2 separate regions of the Mus musculus genome follow, and region 1 is linked to region 2. The links are chromatin contacts, called in public HiChIP or PLAC-seq maps. All regions are on one chromosome and are shown on one strand. The core of a region is the stretch at or near the end of the contact, and the rest is flanking DNA. Distances in the headings are between cores, read along the strand shown. Region 1 overlaps Tspan32 (tetraspanin 32). Region 2 has its middle 15 kb from the start of Gm26143.

Region 1 (3,806 bases), core at 17-2,516, 610 kb before region 2:
GATGTCAAGGAGTCAATAGCCACCAACAACCCTGGGGGAAGATTCTTACCACTTCCAGGGAAGTTCCTAGGATTGGAAAATGGAGGGCAAGAGCTAGCCACTGGGCCGCCTCCCTGGGTCAGGGGCTGGTTCCACCCTGCCTACTGGGTCTGGAAGATCCTGGTAGTGCCACGACTAGAGCATTGGCCTGGGGGCAATAACCCAGGGACTGCTTCTACCTGGGAAGGGGCAAGGCAGGGCAGGATAGAGGGAGGGCCAGGAAGGAACTGGTGGCTACCGTGAGGGCCAGGCTGGTGCAGGTCAGGATGGAAGCAATACTGTAGTGTGTCCACAGAACGTTCCTGATGCTCTGGAGGCAGTCCTGGACAAAGGCAGCATGCATGGTTGCCTACCCTGGCTGGCTCTCCCTGCACAGTGTGCTCAGCTTCCCCCAGTTCCACGCTCCTCCCAGAAGCCTCTGGAGCTGCATGGTTTGCTCAACCAGTGCTGAGGCCAGGACAGTCACGGTATGCACCTTCCCAAGCAGAACTACTGAGCACTCTGGGAAAGAGGCTTCATGAACCTTGAGCCTGGGGGCATGGAGCCTGTCTGTGGGTACAGTGGCCTACTCCCTGGGGGGACAGGTAGGACCTTCCTCTTTTGTTCTAGCTGCCCCGAGCTCCTCCAGTTGGCCACTGTTTGTCCCCAGGCAGTCGGGGGAAGGGGGAATGTACCACAGTCCCCCAGAGGCTGCTGTGGAGGGTAGAAAATTTGATGCTGCAGGTTTCTTCATTGTAGGTATGACATTAACAGTCCCTCCCTCTCCTCGCCCCTCCCCCTTCCCTCCCCTTCCCTCCCCCTTCTCCTCCCTCTCCTCCTCCCCTCCCTCTTCCTCTTCCCCTCCTCCCTCCCCCTCCCTCTCCCTCTCTCCCTCTCTCAACAGGGAGGTGACCATTGGCATCTGGGACATTCATATGCTGGCATTTTGTTGGGTTTAGGTTGAAATGTTTGGGGAGGGTGAGGATGGGATGGACCGAGTGGAGCCGCACAGGGTGCGCTCTATTGCATTTTGGCAAGCAAGTGGTCCTTTCGGCCCTTACTGGCTTGAGCTGGCCTTTGTTTCTCTCCCACCAGGGATCCTTTGCAACCAGCTGTGGTACCTTGCCACCCTGGGGGTAGGAGGCAGGCACTGAACTATTCTGTATTTGGGACCCGTGGACTGTTCTTGGGTGGATGGGGCTCCCTGACTCAGCCCCATCCCAGCAGGCCAGCAGCTCCCTTCCCTTCTGGGCCTTGAGCCATTCCCCACCCTCTTGTTTCTTGGAGGGTAGCCAGACATCTCTCCCCATGAGATAGGGCTGGTTTGTTTCCAGAACAGCAGGGGGATGGGACAAAGAGGGGGCTGGGTAAGAAGAGAGAGCCAGGAGGGGAGAGTGAGTCAAAGCCTAGCCCTTAGGGTAGAAGGGCTATTCCATGCTCTTACCCTAGTACTTTCTGCTCTTTTGGGATCCCTGGGGACCCCTTCCTACTCTCTCTAAATACCTGATCACCCTGTTATGTAGAGCCTTAGCTTTGAGCTTCTAGATGCTTCAGAGGGGAGGGAAGGGGAGGGGAGATTCTTGATGGCCTGGGGAAGCCTCATAAAGGAGGAATGAGTGGGTGGGGCCCATGCCTGCTGCTAGCCTGCAAAAGAGAGTTGGGCCTAGGGTTAAAGTCAAGCTGGCCATCCCATTAGTTTCCCTCCCTGTGGCCCCCTATCAAGGGGTGGGGTGCATTCCTAAGACTCTAGGGTAGGTCCCAAGATGTGAGGGGCCAAAGAAGATGAAGATGTCTCTTCAGAGGTAGAACCTGAAGTGCCCAGCCCTTACCAGACCGACCTGAGTCCAGAAGCATTTATCCCCCCCCTCCTCCTCACCTCTCTCATGGCCTCCCGGCCCTGACACATGATGGCTCCAGTGCTCACCAGAAGCCCAAAAGGAGATTTCTTCCCACAACACAGAAACTGCAAGACAGACCAGGGAGGAGCATAGCGTAGGTAGGACTGATTGATGGCAAAACTAAGGCATCAAACACAAGTACTTTGGGTGATTCTGCAAACTGGGCTCCCCAAAGACCAGAGCCAGGGCTTAGGATCACAGCTGCTCCTGGAAAAATAGCCACCAGTGGTTTGGCCTGGTAATAGAATAGCCTGGCTTTCTTAGGACTACTTCCCCTTACAGCAGGGCCCTGCTACTTGCCTGGTGGCTAAACACCTACTTCCTTGAAGAATACCCAATTCCTTCTTGGAATTCTCAGTCCCTACTGAACAGGGGCATTGCCCTTTTATTTTGCACTAGCCATACATTGGGTAGCCAGTCCTATTTGGGGTGGAGGGGAATGGGTGGGAGCTCAGTCATCTACTCAAAATGAACCTGCGTTCTGAGACCTCCTCTTGAAGCCTTGCCAGGATGGCTGACTCTACAGGATTTCTGGCATCCTTTCTCTGGAGCACAGCAAGTATGACTACCCTGTCCTTAGCTCACCGTGTCCTGGATGACGGCCAGCTCCTGCCACCAGTTGCTAGATGGGCTCTTCATTGCCTGATCATACACGAAGTCATAGGTGTCCAACACCGCATCCTCCACCTGCACCAGAGCATCATAGGAGGCAATGCCCTGAGAGAGACCCAGGGAAGCCCACATCCTGGGACTCCTTCTCCAAAGACTTTCCTCCTACCATGGCAATCCTGTGGCTTGCCTATTGCCCTTGGGGCTCCCAAAGGTTAAAGAAGAGGTCAGCAGAACTTAGCTACCCACCCTCAGTGGTAGCTTCTGGGTAGCATAGAGTGGTATCCTGGTGCTACTGCTGGCCTGGATATAGGCAATAAGCCCAGCTTGCTGAGAAGTGTGGATAGAGGCCTGGACTAGTTCCTTGCTACCCTAATGTACTTGAGGGTCTTTCTCCAGAACTACCCAGAATACTGGGAAGATAAGCTCTAAGTCTTGGACCAAGGAAGGTAAAAGTATCTGGCATCAGATACAGGTAGCCAAGGAAGAGGAAGAAGGATGTTGGTCCTGCCTTTGCTCTACACACAGAAAGCCTAGACTGTTTTGCTCCTATCTCCTAGCTCTCTTTCCCTATTCTGTTCAATCCCTACCCTAAGATGCTGTCCCCCAGGCCAAGTATGTTTTCAGAGACAAGCTGGAATTTAATCTCTTCCAGGAATGCATCCTGGATATGTGGGGCTCACTGGTCTCCTGACCTAGGGTAAGTCCTTCTACATCTTTTTGCCTTGAAGACCCTGAGTCCTCCCTACACCCAGCCTCATGCCAGGCCAGCAGCCAGGTCACACAAATGGTTGTCCTAAATGAGTGGAGTGGTGTTGAAGTCCTATATCCTCTGGTAACTCATGCTTTTCAGAAAGGCAGGGTGTCTGTTCCATGGCTTGGTGTCCTCTATGGGCCTCACTCGCCAGCTGCCTGCAGGTCATAGTGGACAGGTGGACAGTTAGAGGTCCTTAGTTAGTCCAGCCTGGGCCCAAGGCCCCTGCAGGAGCCAGGGGAACTCCTTGCTAACTGCTGATCCTGGCACCGATTCCTCCCTCTCCATCCATGCAACAAAGCCAGACATCCCCATGAGTCATCCCAGCTCAGCCTGCCCCAGCCCTCCCCCACTGGAAGCAGGTGCCAAGCTGGCCTTGGTTGCTGGTCAGTCAAGCCCAGAACCCTTTCATGGGCTCAGCTTCTTTGAGCTTATGGGGCTACTGTGTCCTTAAGGGAACAAATCCTGGGGAAGGCTGAGAACTGTCTGGAGTTATTCTGGAATGGGTGGGGCAGGTAGCAGAGTCG
Region 2 (3,771 bases), core at 175-2,674:
CTGGCTGCTCTTCCAGAGGACTAGAGTTCAGTCCCACAGCAGCTCACAACAGACCACACCGCCAGTTCCACATGGCGGCAAGGGATTTAAGCACAGGATCCTGTGGGCGGCATTTTATATTCCAACAGTAAATCTGATGGTGGATTTCCATTCCATGTGTTTGAACATGTGGTGCCTAGCAGTTGACTGTTTCAGAAAGTTGTATCTGGCCATGGGCTGTATGGTAGGCTTGTTGGGTAGCCTGGTCACCATTCCAGTTCCAGACTGAGCCGTCCCTGCTTCTCATCTGTTCCCAGGTATGACTAGCCGCACTCTCTTTAGTGCCAGAGCTACGGCTGTCATGAAGCCACCAGCTACCATACCTCCCAAGGTGATGACCAATCCCTCTGAAACTGTGAGCCACAAGACAGAAAGCAAAGCAAAGCAAAGCAAAGCAAAGCAAAGCAAAGCAAAACAAACAAAAAGCACTTCCCACAAAAGACAACCAACCAACCAAACAAACAAAACCCAAAAAAACCAACAACAGCAACAACAGAAACCCTCCAGCATTAAATTGTTTCTTTCAAGTGTTTTACAAAAAGAGAAGTAACTAAACTAATACAGATAACAAGAAGAATCTCAGCATTCACATCTGTATCCCCACCCCCCCCCCCTTCTTTTTGATTTGACTTGGTTTTGATCCATGGTTACCCTGGAACTCATAGGGATCCACTTGCCTCCGCCTCTGCCTCCTGAGGACTGGAACTAAAGGCATACTCCACCTTTCCTGGTTATTTGCTTTGTATTATTTTCTCTCATGTTAAGAGAGTACATGGTTTGGGGCTGGCTCAGTCGGTGAAGGATCCCTTGCAAGTGTGGGGGGCTTAGAGTCTGGCCTCCAGAATCCAGGTATAGAGAAGGAACCCTAATATGGAGGCATGCACTTGTAACCTCAGTGTGAGGAAGTGGAGACAGGAGATCCTGTCAGCCTAGCCTACGTGGTGAGCTCTAGGCCAGGGAGGACTCTATCTCAAACAAACAAAAGCTGCTCTCAGGAATGACACCTGAGGTTGCTTATCTGGCCTACACATACATGAATGCACACAAACACTTGCCTGCATGTACAAGCACACAGCACACATGACACACACACATACTCACACAACCCGTACAACCGAAGGAGCATGGACATCTCATCTTCCATCAGAGGCTGGCTGTCTTCCTTGCTTTGTATTAGCACCAGTATTGCTAGCAGAGGCTAATATTTCCTTTTCAATTATTTACTGGAAGCTTCCGGCTATTAGGGAAACTGATCTTCTGGGCTATTTATGTATTCCATTTTGGTCAATGATTAACTAGATCTCTCCCATAGAAGGTCCTCTACATACCAAGATGGTGACATGAACATAATGTAAGACAATACTGTCATCAGGCTCACACCTAGTGATTCAGGCACAGCAGGCCCTGGTATGTGCTGAGCACGAAGCAGCTTGGTTAGTCTCCAAGGTTGCTGTGTGGTTCATACGTGCCTTATGGAGAGGTGTGCAGGGCATGGGCCTCACCCCCTCCTGCAGTGCTCCTTTTAGTCTTTCTTATTAAGTACCACCTGTGGCTTCATCTTTCCCCTGTATTGAGAGGACACATTGATTCGGTCTCTCCTTGAGGCATCCTCTGTCCCCAGGGAATGGGTTTATTCTGTGGCTTTGAATGCCCCAAAAGTCAAAGATTCAAGTGTAGCTTAGACTACCCCCCCCCCCAGCTCAGCTCAGCGATGTCTTGTGGCAGAAACAGTTGCAAAACTGGCAATGACTGCCAGCAGATGAATGGTTTGTTCCCCCAAGACTCTGCACTTGCCTCCGCTTGGCTATTGAATTCAGACACAGGGTAAATGCTTGACCATTTCTCTTAAACCTCAGACATGATCCATCACCATATTCAGGTAGCTTTTATTAAAAACTAGCTTTTATTTAAAAAGTAATAGCATTTTTTTTCTTTAAAGAACTAGAGTACGGAGCTGGAGAGATGGCTCAGTTAGTAAAGGTCTTGTTTTGCAAGCATGAAGATTCATGTTCAACCCACAGATTCTACATAAGAAAGCCATGTGTGATACCACACACCTGCAATCCAAGTACTGGGGAGTCAGAGATAGGCAGATCTGTAAGGCTCATTGGCAATCACTCTAGCCCTCATGGTGAGCTCCATCTTCAGTGAGAAACCTTGTCTCAAAACATGGTGGTTGGCCTCTGCGAAACAATACCCAAGGCTGTCCTCTGGCTTCCACAAGCATGCACACACATGCACCTGAGTGAACACGCACACCCACATACAATCTCTCTGGCCAAAGCTATGTCTTCCCTGGCTTCCTTCCAGAGTCGCAGACTGCTAGGCCACGCGTGAAGGCTGGCGAGTTTGTGTGAGAAAGTGCCCATCTATAGCAAGGCTGCAGAGATACGATCTCTGGTGCAGACCGCATTTGCTCTTGTTTCTCAGCTCAGTTAGGGCCTCAAGCCCAGTCATGTTGCTGCTGGAGACAGGGGCCCTCAGCCTTCTCCAGTTCTGGTACTCTTATTCCCATTCACAAGGACTGCCCAAGGCTTGGGACATGTGTCTCCCATATTCATCTTCTCTGAGGTCAAGTGGGGACCACATGGAAGTGAGCTCAGATCTGAGTAATCTGTGATCACACCTGGAGCTGGTCTGTTGCATATTAAAATCTTCCTTGAACACCTAGGGAGGGGAGCTCCATCTGTATCCCAGAAATGTGTTTACTGGTTAGAACTATTTTTTCTCCCATTTAATCCATTAAAACTTAGTTCAATTACCTGTCCCATTCAGAGACTGAACCAACCAAAGCATGAGTTTTCCTAGTCACTCCTATTTTTAATCTTAGAATAAAAATCTTAGAACATTTTTAATCTTAGTATATATACATATATACACATATACACGTATACACGTATACACACACACACACACACACACACACACACACACACACACATATATATATATATATATATATATATATATATATATATATATATATAGTCTGCTTGCATATCCGTTCACCATGTGAATGCTTGGTATCTGCCGAGGCCAGAAGAGGGCATCAGACCCTCTATAACTGGAGTTACAGATGTGGACCACTTTATGTGGGTACTGACTGGGTACTGAACTCTGGCCCTCTGCAAGAGCAACAAGTGCTTTTAACTATGGAGCAGCCTCTTTAGCCCCAACATAAGGAAACTTCTATAAGAGCTGCAGAGAGAAACACTGTAACTCTAAGACTAAACAGATAGTTCATGTTCCTAGATAGAAAGCAAATATTTTAAATATTTCTAGTTTTAATTTGATCTGTAGATTTAATGCTATCCCAACTAGTAAAACTCTCAGCAGGCAAGTCAGGAATGGTGGGAGACACCTGTAGCCTTATCATCTGAGAAGCCTAAGACAGAGAGCTTAGAGTCTAGTCCAGGTTACATAGCAAGAGTCCATCCAAAAAGCAAAAGTAATGACAATAAAAAAATTTCAGCAAGATATTTCAAGACTGAAGGCAAATAGAGTATAAAATTTATATGAAAAGGCAGAAGACACCCCCCCCCCAACAGCCAACACGGTATGGAAGGGATATACAGTCTAACAACTTATACTATCTGCCCTCAAGACTGACTACAGGAACTGGAGAGGTGGCTCAGTGATCAAGAGCACTTGCTGTTCTTGCAGAAGACCTGAGTTTATTCTCAGTATCCAAACAGGACAGCTCACAGTCATCTTTATCAGTGTCAGGGGGTG

The links. HiChIP or PLAC-seq counts read pairs in DNA pulled down with a chosen protein or histone mark.
Region 1: an HNF4G HiChIP or PLAC-seq map of pancreatic cancer cells shows a contact between it and region 2. The contact joins two enhancer-like sites.

What each region holds. Positions count from the first base shown.
Region 1 is chr7:143,013,756-143,017,561 of GRCm38.p6, reverse strand. Tspan32 (tetraspanin 32) reads right to left here. Exons shown (of 8, transcript NM_020286.3): 4 at 2,502-2,603; 5 at 1,895-1,981; 6 at 278-361. Among named protein-coding and RNA genes, the nearest start is that of Tspan32, 10 kb to the right of the region's middle. Within about 2 kb of position 1,266, at least 129 of the 459 cell types and tissues checked have an H3K27ac peak or open chromatin away from gene starts, as enhancers often do. A contact at or near this core is called in pancreatic cancer cells, where this site is marked.
Region 2 is chr7:142,407,459-142,411,229 of GRCm38.p6, reverse strand. No RefSeq gene overlaps it. Among named protein-coding and RNA genes, the nearest start is that of Gm26143, 15 kb to the left of the region's middle. Within about 2 kb of position 1,424, at least 5 of the 459 cell types and tissues checked have an H3K27ac peak or open chromatin away from gene starts, as enhancers often do. A contact at or near this core is called in pancreatic cancer cells, where this site is marked.